3 separate regions of the Sus scrofa genome follow, and regions 1 and 2 are each linked to region 3. The links are chromatin contacts, called in public HiChIP or PLAC-seq maps. All regions are on one chromosome and are shown on one strand. Each heading gives the region's core, a stretch centred on a gene start, on an enhancer-like site or on the middle of the called end of the contact. The rest is flanking DNA. Distances are from core to core; before and after follow the strand shown. Region 1 overlaps PDE4D (cAMP-specific 3',5'-cyclic phosphodiesterase 4D). Region 2 overlaps PDE4D (cAMP-specific 3',5'-cyclic phosphodiesterase 4D). Region 3 overlaps PDE4D (cAMP-specific 3',5'-cyclic phosphodiesterase 4D).

Region 1 (4,367 bases), core at 1,292-3,791, 110 kb before region 3:
ACAGAGTTAGTTCCACTGCAGTGTGTAATTAACAGTCAGATGAACAGTTTCCTAAGTATTTAGGAGAGTAGTTCACAAATGCATCAGTTTAATAGAATCATCTGGGAATCTTTTAAAAGTTCCAAAAAGTGAAGGAAGAAAATATCAAAGGTTTGGAGACCAGTTGGAGGACGATAGCAATGTTCAAGAATAAAGTCTGGAGTTCCTTGGTGGCCTAGCAGTTAAGGACTTGGCGTTGTCACTGCTATGGCTTGAGTTACTGGAGTGGCTTGGGTTCCATCCCTAGGCTGGGAACTTTTGCACGCCAAGGGTACAGCCAAAAATAAATGAATAAATAAAGTCCCATAAAGGCCCCATACCAGCAAAGGAGCTGGATGGCAGGAATTTAAAGGAAGAGCTAGTTTAAAAAGATGAACGGGTCCGTATATTGGATTCAGTAACCGCTAGCTGTATGATTTTATCAAGTCGATGTAAAATGGTTCTGAAAATATATGAAGGTTTATAATCCTTGTTGTTATATATATATATAGGATTATATATGGACTAAAAATAGGTTGATAACTTGTATTCCAATATAGAATTGAAGGTTGATTTATCTCAATGCCTAGATTTCCTACCTTTCATTTAGGAGAAAATGTTCCAGATGTCAAATATTCTAGAAAACCAAGGTTCATGATCTTATTTGAACTATGTAATGAAAATCTTTAAAAGGTGTTAGGCTCATTCTTAAGCCCTTGAAGACGTGCACTGAAAGTAATTAAATCATTTTTACTGGCTCTGGTCATCATTACGCATGTCTACTTTTATACTTCTCTGTCATTCACAAATACCGAAGGATCTATGAGCTCTCCCCGTACTATAAAGGGCCCCTAACTTTGCTACACTTTAGTGTTTCATCTGCTGCTCCCAGTGGTTACTTTGGGTTGTTGCTACTGACCCTACCCTTGGTGCCATCTTCTTTGATCTGCTGCTCCTTCCTCCTTGACAAACCAGGTTACAAAGCCATTGCATCGAGCCTAGAGTGAGAGCAAATTAACTCCAAATAGTAATGAATTTGAGGGCAATCCATCTTTAAGGAAGGGCTTTAGGATATTTATTTATTTATTTTTACTTCCTCAATACATTATTTTTTTTTTCCTACTGTACAGCAAGGTGACCCAGTCACACATACATGTATACATTCTTTTTTCCTCACATTATATTTAATGCATGTCACAAATATGTTTTTTGAAATCAATTTACTTGCCTGTTGTGGAGTTCTTTTCACCTACTTACTAGGTGTAAAGAATAAAATAATGCAAATCTCTGGATTACTCATCGCTGGATAAGTAAATTGTTACTGTACTACTAGAACTAATAAAATGAATACTGATTTATCATTAAGTGATCAACAAAGGTATATTTAATTCTGTGCTCTGTGTTTCAGGGAAAGTGTTTAATTCTTTAAAAAATTTTTTATTAAAGTATAGTTGATTTACACTGTTGTGTCATTGTCTGTTGTATAACAAAGTGACCCAGTTAATACATATATATATATATATGTATGTACATTCTATTTCTCATATTATCTTCTGTTATGTTCTATCACAAACGGTTGGACATAGTTCCCTGTGCTATACAATAGGAAAGTATGTTTAATTCTTTGCTCTGGGTTTCAAGGAAACAGAAATGAATAAGATATAGTCTCATCTCAAGAATTTAGCAAGATACAATTGTACCTAAGAAAAAGGCACCAAGAATCTTAGTCCCAGGATTGTGTCACAGAGAGGAAGTATAAGAATTCAGAAGAGCCAAAGATCAAATTCAGACAATAATAAGCAGTGATGGACCTTGAACATTTCCCACATACTATAGAGTTAGTTACATGGCCCACCTGGCTAGACTTTTATAATGTGGGAGTTAATGGATGATCACTACCTAACCTTGGAGATTTAGGATTGCTTCCAGCATCCCAGTAAAATAGACCTTTTCACCCAGAACCATTTGCTATTACAAAAGAGAGGTGAGTGCTTGTGATTTATTAACATTCCTTGCTCAGCATCTGGCACTTAGCTTGTGAAACTTGTGGAAAGATCAATGACCTCAGGGTTTAAGGGCCAGAGCTATAATCCCAGCTCTGTCACTTAGCTTCCTGTTTAAAACTTTTGTCAGTAATTTAACCTGTTTTTTCTTCAATAAAATGAGGATATTAGGTGAGATAATATCTAAGGACTCAGTTAAATCTTTGTATAATGTTTTACTGTTTTAAAAAATTCATGCTTCTAATTCCCTTTATTTTCTTTAGTTATATTCCCCTAAAAAGTGAATAAAAGATATACTAAGTTGGTATATGAATTCTACTTTTTCCAGTGTGGCTCTTGAGAGAATACTCTTGACACCATTTGCTGTTTTGCATTTTCAACAAAGAGTTAAAAGAAAATTCTGACTCCCCTGGCTAGTCATCTCTCCAGTTGGCAAAAGTCTTCATGTGGACTTGATGGTTGCCTGGAGCAACAAAATATTAGGGACAGAAACATATTCAGGGACTCGATTGTATAAGTGACTCAGAGCTGAGAGACCTTTTCCAGCTTGACAAGAGCCCATACTTAGCTAGAGAGGGTATTTGTCTATGCCTGTCCACACTATTCCTCTGACTTAGAGGTGCCTAGGATTTTGCTAAAATACAGAAATACAGAAACTAGCCTGGAAACCTGCAGTGGGGAGTTAAATGATCAGAAGGCAATCTTCTTCATTCAGCATACCATACCACACATGAACAATCACGTAGGATGAGTAAATATAAACAAGATGAAGAGACTGATCATGGGCTTTGAAGAGCAGATACCAAGAACATTATGAGAACTCAATAAAAATTTACTCTAAGAGCCACAATTCAAAGCCAGTTATCTCTTTTGAGTTGGGAGATCCCAGTGGAGGAGTTCCTCCTGAAAATCCTTATGCTTTTCCTTCCCTCGGTTGGAACCAGACATCTCTATGCTCTGAGCTAAAATGTGAATTTTTTAAAAGTTTTTCTGTTTGTAAAATCCTTAAATCCTGAGGCCAGCCCCTCTTGGTTTCATCCCTCTGTCTGTGTCTGCGATACCAATTACTCAAGCTTGTTAAGAGAGTTATTAGCATCCGGGAGTCCTGTCTTTTGCTTCCAGTCAGTGTTGCCTGGAGCAAGAATTAGAAGAAGATTAGTCAAGTCTCCTTCCTTGAAATCCTTTCTCTTTAGCTGTTTAACTAGGTTTCATTTTAATTATGTGTTCAGTTGGTGTTCTTTATCCAGTACATGTTCTTCCCACTTGCACATGAACAAGTTCATGATGATAATGGTAACAGTTATCAACTAAATTACTTTTTCTCCTACTTGAATATTTATCGAGTGTCCTTAAGATTGGAAGCTGACCTTCTTCGTGTGGACACTGTGATTTGTCATGAATATTCTTTTTGAGTGATTGGAAATATAGTCTTACACTCAAATGGTTTACAGTAGTAACTCTTAGGCTCATAACCATAGCAGCTGTTTGGAAACATGGCTTCAGATCACTTGTTTGCAAATGTCTTTTTCCATACAACCCTGCGTGGAGTGGAACCCATATACGTTACTTGACATGTGAAACACATGTGACCCTGGCAGATGATTTGGCCGACCTTGAAAACTACAGCTGTTTAGTCACTTTAAAAACAACCTGATACAAGTGATTTACTAGGCTTGGGCATAAACCATTTTATGCTGACTGATGGGAATTCTGACCCTTCAGGGAAAGGGAGGAAAAAAAGCATAAGACAACGGAAATGTGTCATCTTGGGTGTTAATATTGTCATTAATTTTAATATGTTTCTTTATAAAAACTGCAATGAAGACTGCTTAGTGTGATGAGAGAAAAGTAATAATATCCATGTGGCTTTATTTTGCTTTATTTTAAATAAATTTAATGAAGGAGTCCAAGTCTTAACTTTGTTTCCTCTCATCCATATCAAGAGCAATCTATAATCTTCTAAAAAGATCAGTGCTTCCTTATTTACTATAAAAGATGTTCCCTTCTTAAGGATTACATGGTGGAGGGTTAACATGCTCTTCCAAGGCAGTGCTGTGTGTGCTCCAGCTGCTGTATATACACACTATTTTCGTTAGACTTTTGTTCAGCTAGAGTGAAAGAGGTCTGAAAAATTATGATTTAATCAAGATAGAAATTTACCTCCCTTTCCTATAAAAGAGATCCAGAACAGGATTCAGGGGTGATATGGCTGAATCACCCATATCAGCTCCAAGACCATCAGGGACCTATGGTTCTTTCAAATTAATTCCTCCATCATCCCTAGGTTATAGGATTTGCCTCCATGTTCCAAAATAATTTCTAGAGCTCTAGCCATCTCATCTAAAT
Region 2 (5,004 bases), core at 1,026-3,525, 84 kb before region 3:
CTGCAGCTGTCAGCCTACGCCACAGCCACAGCAATGCCAGATCTGAGCCACATCTGTGACCTACCCCACAGCTCACGGCAACATGGGATCCATAATCCACTGAGAGAGGCCAGGGATCAAACACACAACCTCATGGATACTATTTGGGTTCATTACCACTGAGCCACATTATCCTTTAGTGAAGTTCGTGCCAGGCATTGTGATAGCAACTTAGCAAGCATCATCTCTAACCCTTTCAATAACCCTGAAAGGCAGGAACTATTATTCCTGTTTGACAGATAAGGAAACTGAGGCTTGGGCAGGTTAAGACATGCCCTAAAATTTGATAGTAGTAAGTGGTTAAGTCAAGCTTCCAATTCAGGCCTGTCTGACTCTGAAGCCGTCATCTTTCATCTCTGTCCATCTCTTTTCATTCCGGACCAGAATGTGATAACGCATCTGTCCCAAAAAAGTGCCAAAATTTTACTTTAAAAAGCAGATTAAATTCACTCCAGAGAAGATAAAACTAATATGGGAAGTGGTGGGGAGAAGGGCCACCATGAAGCAGGGAACTCTGAAGATCTTAGGTGGAAGGAAGGAAACATTAAGGCGATGGCTAGAATCAGGGATTGAATGAATTACGTTAGGATTGTAACATTACAATCAGCTGGCTGGAAGTCAGGTAGTAAATGAGGCAGAAAGATGCCTGGGTGCAAGGGGCTCACATATTTGGAACCCAGATAAATCTCTGCTTTTTCTTCCCAGGCTCTATCAGTATTTTTTTTTTTTTTAACCACCTGGATTTCATGTATATGTTATTTTGTTCCATTCTATTTAATAATCTTTTCACTAGTTGTGGAACTTACTGTAAACACAAAAAGGCAGTTATTAGGATTCTGTTCATCTAAAAATTCCTGGAAACGCACTTTAATCAAGCGACTCAGAATTATTCTTCACGATTGTATGAAAAATGGTAACGTCCTAGGCAAAATGGGTTTGGGCTTTAAATAATCAGGAGCAAAGTGTTGTCATGGAGAGAACATACCATTAGGGTGAGGTAGTTTATCAGCCCAGAAGCGTAATAGTTGCCTGACTTTGAACAAGTCATCAACCAGCTCTGAGCCTCAGTTTCCTTACATGAAAGTGAAAGGGTTAAAACAGATGTAAGTCAATACCCCTTTAATTTTGTGATTCTAAATAGTTCTAGGTGGAAGGAATGATTGTGCATTGCATTCATAGCTAAATGGCTTCTTCCCAGTACAGTTGCTCCTAATTATGGGTGGCTCAGTAATCTTCAAGAGGAACCAGTGTTATTTGGTTGGTGGATACCAATCCACTTTGATTTGCCTCCATCAGAGATTGGGAAGATGAAAGCTACCTAGATATGTACCATTCTGTCATCTTGTTAAATGACCTTGACTCCTTAAACATCTAGATTTGAACTGGAGACATTTCTGAAATGTTTTGGGGGTACATTTGGACCATAATAAACTCCACTGCAAATGAGTTTCATCATCACTATAACAGCTGCCCCAAAACTACTGGGTGGGAATTGAATGATGGATTTTATAAGGTAGCATCTAGGCTACCTTATAACTCCAGCCTTTGAGATCAGGCCTCTTAAAAAGTCAGGAGTATTAAGAGAAAAATATTAAAGTATCATTGATATTCAGCTATTTTTATTGCTGTTACTGTTGTTGATCAGCTATGATTCCTTCCCCGTTCCTCTCAACCTATTTTTTTTTTCTTTGTTCTAAAAAGAGGACTGCTTGCTGCAATCTGGAGAAATGAAAATGGGCTTGATTTTTGGACCCAGGCTCCAGTTATGACCCAGGGAGTAAGCAAGGGAGGAGGACCGCTTAACCAAGGGGGTCTTGTCCACAGTTTAGGGGGAAATCACCTTATCTAAGGCTTTAGTAAAACCTAAAGAATCATCAAAAGTAGGTCAGCTAGTCTTGACTTGGAGGAGGTGTGTACACACACACACACACACACACACACACACACACACACACACGGGGCAGATCTCTGAAAGGTGGGACATAGAGGAAGCCCTGTGACTCACTTAACCCTCTCTTCTCCTTTGGGGAGAACCTCTTCAGGAGAGACCACTAAGAAACAGTCTTAACTGGCAATCTGCCGCACAGAAGAAGGGTGTCTAGCTGAGCGCAAGGCTTGCTAGCAAAGAGGAGTGAGTCACTTTCATTTCTGAAATCCAGTCCACGTTTTACTGAGAGCCCAGACACCGTGAATAAGAGGAGCCTCTGAGGGCTGGTTTCTGATGTCGCACTAGGCACGATAAGAATGCCATTGACGTCAGCAGAGTCATCATCAGGGAGAATGGCACCCCAGCTCTTGAAACCACACCAAGCAATTGCAGTGCTTTTGAAAATTAAAAGCCGGTGCTTGGGGGGAGGGGGGAGGGGAGGAAGAGAAGAAAGCAAAGACGGGGGAGCTGGTGGCTCCAGCTGAACTCTTCTTTCTTTTATGCATTTCCTGTATGCGAAAAAGAGAGGCACGCGGGCGCTCCTGTGTGCAGCACACAGAAACTGCTTAAGCCCAGCCTCGGTGGGCATTTCGGCCTGAATTGTTTTGGGGGGGGGCAGGGGGCGGGCGTAGAGGGTGGGAGAAAGAGGGAGCCAAGTGAGAGAAAGAATTTAATTTGGTTAACAGTTCTGCATTCGGAGAAAACAAACCGTGCCACCCAGGTGCTGGACAGAGGCCCCAAGCCGCAGAAGAAAATACAAGCCTGTAGAATGAAATTGTTGAGCTAAAACTGATATGCTTGAAATGTGTGTTGATGAATAGATTACAAAGGAGGAATTAAACACTTCAAAAGAGCTACTACAAAGCAGTCTCCCTCTCCCCTCCCCAACATAGATGTGAACTCTTGAGTGTTTGTGTGTCTGCCTGAGAAAATGACAAAGTTGTGGGTTTGCAAAGGGAACACTGCGGGCAGGTTGTGATTTCAGCTTTCAGAGGTCGCTCCAAGAACATCACCTCCAGATGTAATTCAAAGGGTACCTCGACTGGAAAATGTCTTGGAGGTTAGGAAGTCTTTGAAAACAATTCTTTGGTGTAAATTGTTCCTGCTTTCAAATTCCGCAATTAATCTCACCCTTTCCTTCTCTTTCCCAGTCCCAACTGTTCTGCCAGCTCCACCCTCACTCCAGCACCCCTACCCACCGCCCTCCCAGTGATATTAAAACTCCATAGAACAGACTTGATATCAGAGCTTTATTTTACAGCATTGATTGGCAGCTCCCCAAGACCATAAAATCTTCTGCTGATTCCGATTTTAATATCCATATCCTTCAACTATACCAGAAAGAATGGTTTCTGAGCCGGGGGACATGTTAGAAGGGAAACAAAAGAACATATGCACACAAGCAGAATCTGGCAGAAAACGTGGACTTAATGAATCGCATTATTTGAACCTCCTATTGAAATGGACTGGTGAAAAAGGAACAGGAGAGAGATGCACAGAAATGGTTCTTACTTCTCAAAGGCCTTGTGTTTTTTTTGAAAAGGAAGAAGTGGCAAGCAGCACTCCTTTCAAATACACAAACAGTATCTGAGGGAGCACCCTCCTCTTCCTCCTATTTGTTCTTAAAAAAAAAGAACAAATGTTAAGCCTTAAGACGGGCTTCCTCATCTCATATGACTGAGTAAATAAATACAGGGAAAAGGAGTTTGCAAAGCACCTTTACTGTTTACACTTAGTGCATTAATGGAAAGATGCCTAATTAGCCATGTGATACTATTGGTCGCTCTGTTTGAAAGGACCCAGGTAAATCATTGTAACCTGGCTGACATTGGCTATCGTTGTTTGGTTTTCATTTTGGTTTTGTAACAGAGACTTAGAAATAGAGTATTTCTTTTCTTCCTCCCCCTTTTCCTCCCTCCTTCTCTCCTGCCTTCTCTCCTCCTCTCCCTTCCTTCCTTCCAAATACTTTTTCTTACCATCAAAAAAGAAAGAATTCTGGACCTACAGTCCCAAGATCTTAGCATGTCCTGGGTTGTGCCTGAGAGGGATCAGAGCCCCCACCCCACCCCCATCCAGTTGCAGGAGCCTGAGTGTGTGAAGGTGCCCTGGGTGATGAGGTGAGAGCTGGGTGGGGATGAGGAGGCAGAGGCCAGAGCCTTCTCCCAAGGCTTTTGTTGGCAAAAAAGGATAAAAGTACTGACTTTGAGGTTAATCCTGTCAACACAACACAAACTAAAATGTTTACATTCTCTTCACCTTTTCTGCAGTGTTGCCTTGATTACAGATGTTCTGACTTGTCTCCCCAGGTTGTTGCTGTTCCTGTCGGTGTGTCTGTCATCCCCCCATCCTGCCCCACCCATCCCCTCCTGTGGTTATCCGTTATTCTCAGTCCAGATCATTTCCTCCAGCAAAAAAAAAAAAAAAAAAGCCAAAACCCTTTCCCCCTCCTTTCTACCTACAGATTCCTTTTGTCTCTTGCTATTCCCTTCTCAGGCCTGGAACACTCCCAGCCCACTGCGAGGGACCATTCCCTGGTGATGTCTAGGTGCCCTTTGCACCAAACATCCTAGAAGAAAGCCCCCAGCCTGGGTGTGTTTGGGAGACATCAGGCTCAAATTCACTGAGCACCAATTTGCAACAGGAAGTCCTAGTGAGCCTGATGAGGGATGAGAATTAGCAAATAGGGTTGGCAGTCAATTGACAGAGGAAGCTTAAGGAAGGGGCTCATTTAGAAAAGGAAAAAGGATTTAATCCTTTTCAGGTGTGTTAATTTCCTTTATGGGCAGAATTACCATGGACTCCAGGGTATTTTTTCATCTTTCTTTTCCCTAAGGTCTGGCCTCATTTCATAGGAGGGAGGAAGAATAAATGCAGCGAATTTGGTTATGGACACCAGCCTACCCCTAGCTTAATGAGCCATGGAAACAAAATAGCTCAATCTCCCTGAACTGCTGTAACCCAAAACTAGAAGCATTGAGAGCAGTGTGGCTTTGGTTACACATAATTTGTAGTACAAGCCTTGCTCCAGCACTTGAACT
Region 3 (4,705 bases), core at 1,081-3,580:
TCACATACATGTCACATAAAGTCCCCAGTCCAGATGTCTGATTACACTTGGCTCTGTTTCCTTGGACAAAAATCCTCCCTCCTCTTACACTTAGTTCCAAAAGCTTCTCCTCTTACTGTCTCTTCTCTCCAGTGTCAGCTCAGGCAGACATTTCAGTTTGAACCAGTCTGCCCTCCAAGCTCAGACTAAACAAAGAAGCAAAAAAAAAAAAAAAAATCAGCATTTTGTGCCTTCAGTAACTTTGTTAAAGATTGGAAGGAGTGGGGAATTTGTAGGGTGAAATTACTCTGTAGACCAAGTCAACCCCTTTCTGTTACACACATGCACACACACATCCACCATATATATTCCCTCCCACTGGAGCAACCAGCATCGTCTTCCCCTTTTCTGTGTGGAAGAGGCCACAGTTTAGTTCTGCTCAAACTAGGGCTCCTTAAAGTCTTAGCTTCTGTAGTAAGTAGCCTTGCCAAACATTTCTCACATTCTCGCTGAAAGAAAATCTGGCAGATACAGTTATGAGGAATACAGTATGATTGCAATTTCAGAAGTTTTAGCTTTTGAAAGCAAGAGGTCTATTCCTGCAAACGTCTAATTGGGCAGTCCTTCTCTTCAGGCCTGACATATTATGGGAGCATATGCCTGTGTCGAATTTTAATACTTAGATTGTTTTAGATAAGAATAATCATCAGAGGTGCAAATATTCTTTAAATTATTAATTTTATTTTACCAATAAAATGGCTGAAGATAATGGTCTCACTGACTTCAGCCTTCCCTCCTTCAATCCATTTATTGCAGAGCCCTAGAATTTGCCATCTCAATAAAACCTGATCCTAAATCACACAGTACCATGAATCACTTATCAAGGCTCCTCCTCTTAAAGATTCAGCCCAAAGCCCTGACTTGGAAATGCCTGACAAGACTTCCATGACCAGAGTCTGCAGATTTCTCTAGCCTCTTTCCCCCTGAGCAAGACTCCATGGGAGGTCCTTTCCCTACACACACACACAGCCTTTGACCTCAGGCCCATGTGCTCGTTCATATTGTTTCTCTTAAAAAATCTTCTCACCCTCATCACTTGTTTCATTTTTTAGGACTTAGCCCCTTCCCACTCCACCTCTGATTTAAATTGCCTTCTGTTATTCTCCCATAGTGTACACGCTTCCTTCTTTCGCAATACTTTCTACAGTAGAGTATGCTAAAACCAACTATACCCGGGACACTAGGCTTTCCTTGGATAAGGGACACATTCTTTAATGTGTCTTGTTTTTGCAGACTCTGACTCTGATAAGGTGCATGGTACATATCTGGTGTTAAATGTTCCTGAAATTACTGAAGATACTAGAAGTCAATACAACCCAATCTTATGTTTATTTCATTAACATAATTCTATTGGAGCCTTCAGCAGCCCCAGGGGAAAAAAAAATCAAAGATAGTCAGAAGACAAGGAAAAAACTCACAAAAATATGTACACCTTTCCTTTGGAGGTTTTTTGAAGTAGTAAGTGAAACTTTATGTATTTCCTATGATTTCAAAACAAGAACCTGACGCCGGAACTACACTTGGAAATGAGAGTAGCTTGCCACTGGCAAGCTCTGCTTAAACCTGTTACACATACACATTGAAAGTGAATCCAACTCCTTCATGTATTTCCCATCAGATAAAATGTATAGAGAGAAAAAAAAAAAAAGTCAACAAAAGTTAGAGCTAAAGTGCACAAATCCTTGATGTAGTAAATTCAGGCAGTGACAGCTCAAAGCAATACATGGTGGAATGGAAATCGTTTTCCTCCAGTCCTACCTGTTTGATAAAGGGTTGTTGTTTTCCATTTAATTTTAGGAAAAGTATGAATCAGCCATCAGCGTTCGTATTTATATTTTTGAATTAAGTGGAAGCAAATGGTATCCAAAGTAAGTGACATTTTGTTTTGACTGGTTCTCTTCATTTACACCAATAGGTCTGTGTAGGGGTTATGACAACTTTATACAGACCTATAATCAGTCAACTGCTGGCAGAGAAACTGACATCCACACAGTCACACATCACATAGAGTGGATCCTTTTACCTCAATGGTCACCATCGCTGTAAGCTGTGAGTAAGGGTAAACGGCTGAACGTTTCAGAAGAAAACAACCTCAGCCTCCAGCTCACTGTTGTGGCTCTGAGGTGATTGCTTTTTTTCCTTTTCGAGAGGAAGCTGCTGCTTCAGCATCTTCCCTTGGAGCCCCTGGCACCATTTCAGGCCATGTGTCAGGGGAACCCTTGATCGCATCACAATGACGGAAGCCAAGTGCTGGCCTGCAAGAATTGAGGACTGTTTGTTCACAGAAGATCCTGAGCAGAATCACGGGTGTTACATAGTTCAAGGGGGCCTTGAAGGAAACCAATGCTACCGTAGGAGGGGACTTGCAACGGCTCAAGTTATTTCTCAGTTGCTCTTCCATCGTCCTCTCCTGGCTTTTGTGGAATTTAGCCAACAGTGGTTGATTAGGCAGTTTCTCCCTGTAGTTCCTTGACCTAGAAAGATTTTGGACAGGGAAATAGAAGAGTTTTCATATATTTTCAGGTAGTGCCATAGTGACTACTGCTCTCCAGGGAGAAAAGTATTTTATTAATGAATGCAGTGTAAGTTCTTGGTAAAACCCAAAATTAAACCAGCTCACTGTTTTTGTCCTGCAAGTATCGGTGACATTTAGGTGTGTTGTTTGGTGTGATGACTCAATTTCCTGTAGGATAGCTGGCAATTCCACATCGAGGCTTTTTTAGAAGGGATGAAAAGGTCAGTTACTCAATGTCTCAGAACATTTGGGGTTAAAATTCCTAAAAGTTAAGCTTTAAAACTGACTGAAAAACTGTGGCTAGCCATGTTGCTTATAAACCTAGGAATTTGGTGAAAGTAGAATATTCAGCTCTACGCTAATATCAACAGTAATTCTTTATTTGAGCAACAGTTTTATAGAACAAACTGTTCTTTGCTCTGTAGTTAGTAATTATTTTCTTACTTGTTGGTATGTAAATGTGCTCTGGTCATTTTTTTTTCTTTTTTCTTTTTTCTTTCTCCAGACTCATGCAGAAGTAGTTAGAGTTTAAAATAGATACACAGACTACATTTTTTTAAGCTGTTTTTTGGGGGGAGAGGGCTTTTTTTCTTTTTTTTTTTTTTTTGGCTTTTTGCCATTTCTTGGGCTGCTCCCCCAGCATATGGAGGTTCCCAGGCTAGGAGTCAAATTGGAGCTGTAGCGACCGGCCTACGCCAGAGCCACAGCAACGCGGGATCCGAGCCGCGTCTGCGACCTACCCCACAGCTCATGGCAATGCCGGATCGTTAACCCACTGAGCAAGGGCAGGGATCGAACCCCTGGTGCTCAGACTTTGGAAAAGTTGGAGAGCAGGGGAGAGGAATGTAGAACACTAAGCCATTGAGGTGTGGAGAGGGGATTCCTGTCTTCTGGATATAACCAGTGACTGGCAAGATGGCAGTGAGTAATCCTAGATACAGGAGTTATGCATCTTCAACCCACTGGATATGCTAACTATGGGTGGTTCAAATCACCTAAAATAAGTTAATTTTCTTTTAAAAATTCCTACATCCTGATTTTATACCACTAGAGGGAAGAAAAAGGCCAAAACAAAACCAATAGTACCTATACTACCATCCCAACTAGGTAATGCTGTAGTTGCTTATGGCAGATGTTAAGTAAAATGAAAACGTGTTATGGTCATAGGCTTAATTGTTATGTGTGATCTTTAGGGTATGGGATTACAAGGAACTTTCTTTGTTACAACTTTGTGTAATGTTTCAAATTTTATAACAAGCCCGTTATATTTTTATATTCCTATACTCAAAGGAAAGGCTATACAGATATTTTATACTTATGATTTATGAGGCTCTTCCTCTCTTGTTGGGAAAGCTCCAGTCTTACACTTTAGTTCACTCGGCAGGGTTTAGGCAGTTTTTTGTTCACCTGAAGTATACTTTACAGAGATTGGTACAGAAAAAAAAAAAAAAAAGTGGAATAAAAGACAATTTTTAACCTAGAATTCTCAAAGTGAATAGCAAATAGTTCAAGAATCATTGATAACAGTGAGCCACATGGCCCATGTAACAAATATTTTGAAAGTTATTCTAACTTTTACAAATTTTATATAAAAACCTCTCTGAAAAATCCCAGAAGCCTGAGATTCTGTCCATGAAATTTTTGGTTGTGCCGCTGATCATTTATGGAGTCTAAATTTCAAGCATAGAATCTCTTCTCCAATACCTGTAGATTTGATTCGAAGACAAAGAAGAAGAATCTCACCAACTTCATGTAAGCTCTTCAATGCATTCTTTCTAATTGACAATAATAAAGTTTTGTAAAACGACTCTAGAGAGTTTGGATTTTTACCCCTCTGTAAGGTATGCTCATCTGCATGTAATACAGTGACTTTCTCTGCAATTGATCCCTTACTGTAGAACTGCCCCAGGGTCAGCTTTTGTAAATAGAAACTGCTTCCATAACATGCCTTTGGATGTGGTGTTTTCATCTTCTCCCCTTTGTAAGCTTTATTCTGTGCATAATGACAACAGATACTCTTTCCCTTGACTTCCCAATACCATCCTGCTCCTTGATTTGCAATTCCATTGACTGACTTGGAAGGACGTATGCATAACAGGTGTAAATTTCCCATGGCCCGAGTGCAGCCACATTGCTGTTCCGGTAAGATAA

What was found. HiChIP or PLAC-seq counts read pairs in DNA pulled down with a chosen protein or histone mark.
Region 1: a contact with region 3 is called in an H3K27ac HiChIP or PLAC-seq map of skeletal muscle. The contact joins two enhancer-like sites. A contact is called at or near these places in 5 of 47 Hi-C or Micro-C datasets (alveolar macrophages, embryonic fibroblasts, heart right ventricle and 1 more) and 1 of 2 datasets of contacts at active chromatin or transcription factors (skeletal muscle).
Region 2: an H3K27ac HiChIP or PLAC-seq map of skeletal muscle shows a contact between it and region 3. The contact joins two enhancer-like sites. A contact is called at or near these places in 8 of 47 Hi-C or Micro-C datasets (alveolar macrophages, brain, embryonic fibroblasts and 4 more) and 2 of 2 datasets of contacts at active chromatin or transcription factors (alveolar macrophages and skeletal muscle).

Annotation. Positions count from the first base shown.
Region 1 is chr16:38,068,120-38,072,486 of Sscrofa11.1, reverse strand. The region is part of intron 9 of PDE4D (cAMP-specific 3',5'-cyclic phosphodiesterase 4D); the gene reads left to right. Among named protein-coding and RNA genes, the nearest start is that of MIR582, 510 kb to the left of the region's middle. Within about 2 kb of position 2,541, at least 7 of the 83 cell types and tissues checked have an H3K27ac peak or open chromatin away from gene starts, as enhancers often do. A contact at or near this core is called in skeletal muscle, where this site is marked.
Region 2 is chr16:38,036,657-38,041,660 of Sscrofa11.1, reverse strand. The region is part of intron 9 of PDE4D (cAMP-specific 3',5'-cyclic phosphodiesterase 4D); the gene reads left to right. Among named protein-coding and RNA genes, the nearest start is that of MIR582, 540 kb to the left of the region's middle. Within about 2 kb of position 2,275, at least 67 of the 83 cell types and tissues checked have an H3K27ac peak or open chromatin away from gene starts, as enhancers often do. A contact at or near this core is called in skeletal muscle, where this site is marked.
Region 3 is chr16:37,952,691-37,957,395 of Sscrofa11.1, reverse strand. All of the region lies in intron 9 of PDE4D (cAMP-specific 3',5'-cyclic phosphodiesterase 4D), which reads left to right. Among named protein-coding and RNA genes, the nearest start is that of RAB3C, 540 kb to the right of the region's middle. Within about 2 kb of position 2,330, at least 7 of the 83 cell types and tissues checked have an H3K27ac peak or open chromatin away from gene starts, as enhancers often do. A contact at or near this core is called in skeletal muscle, where this site is marked.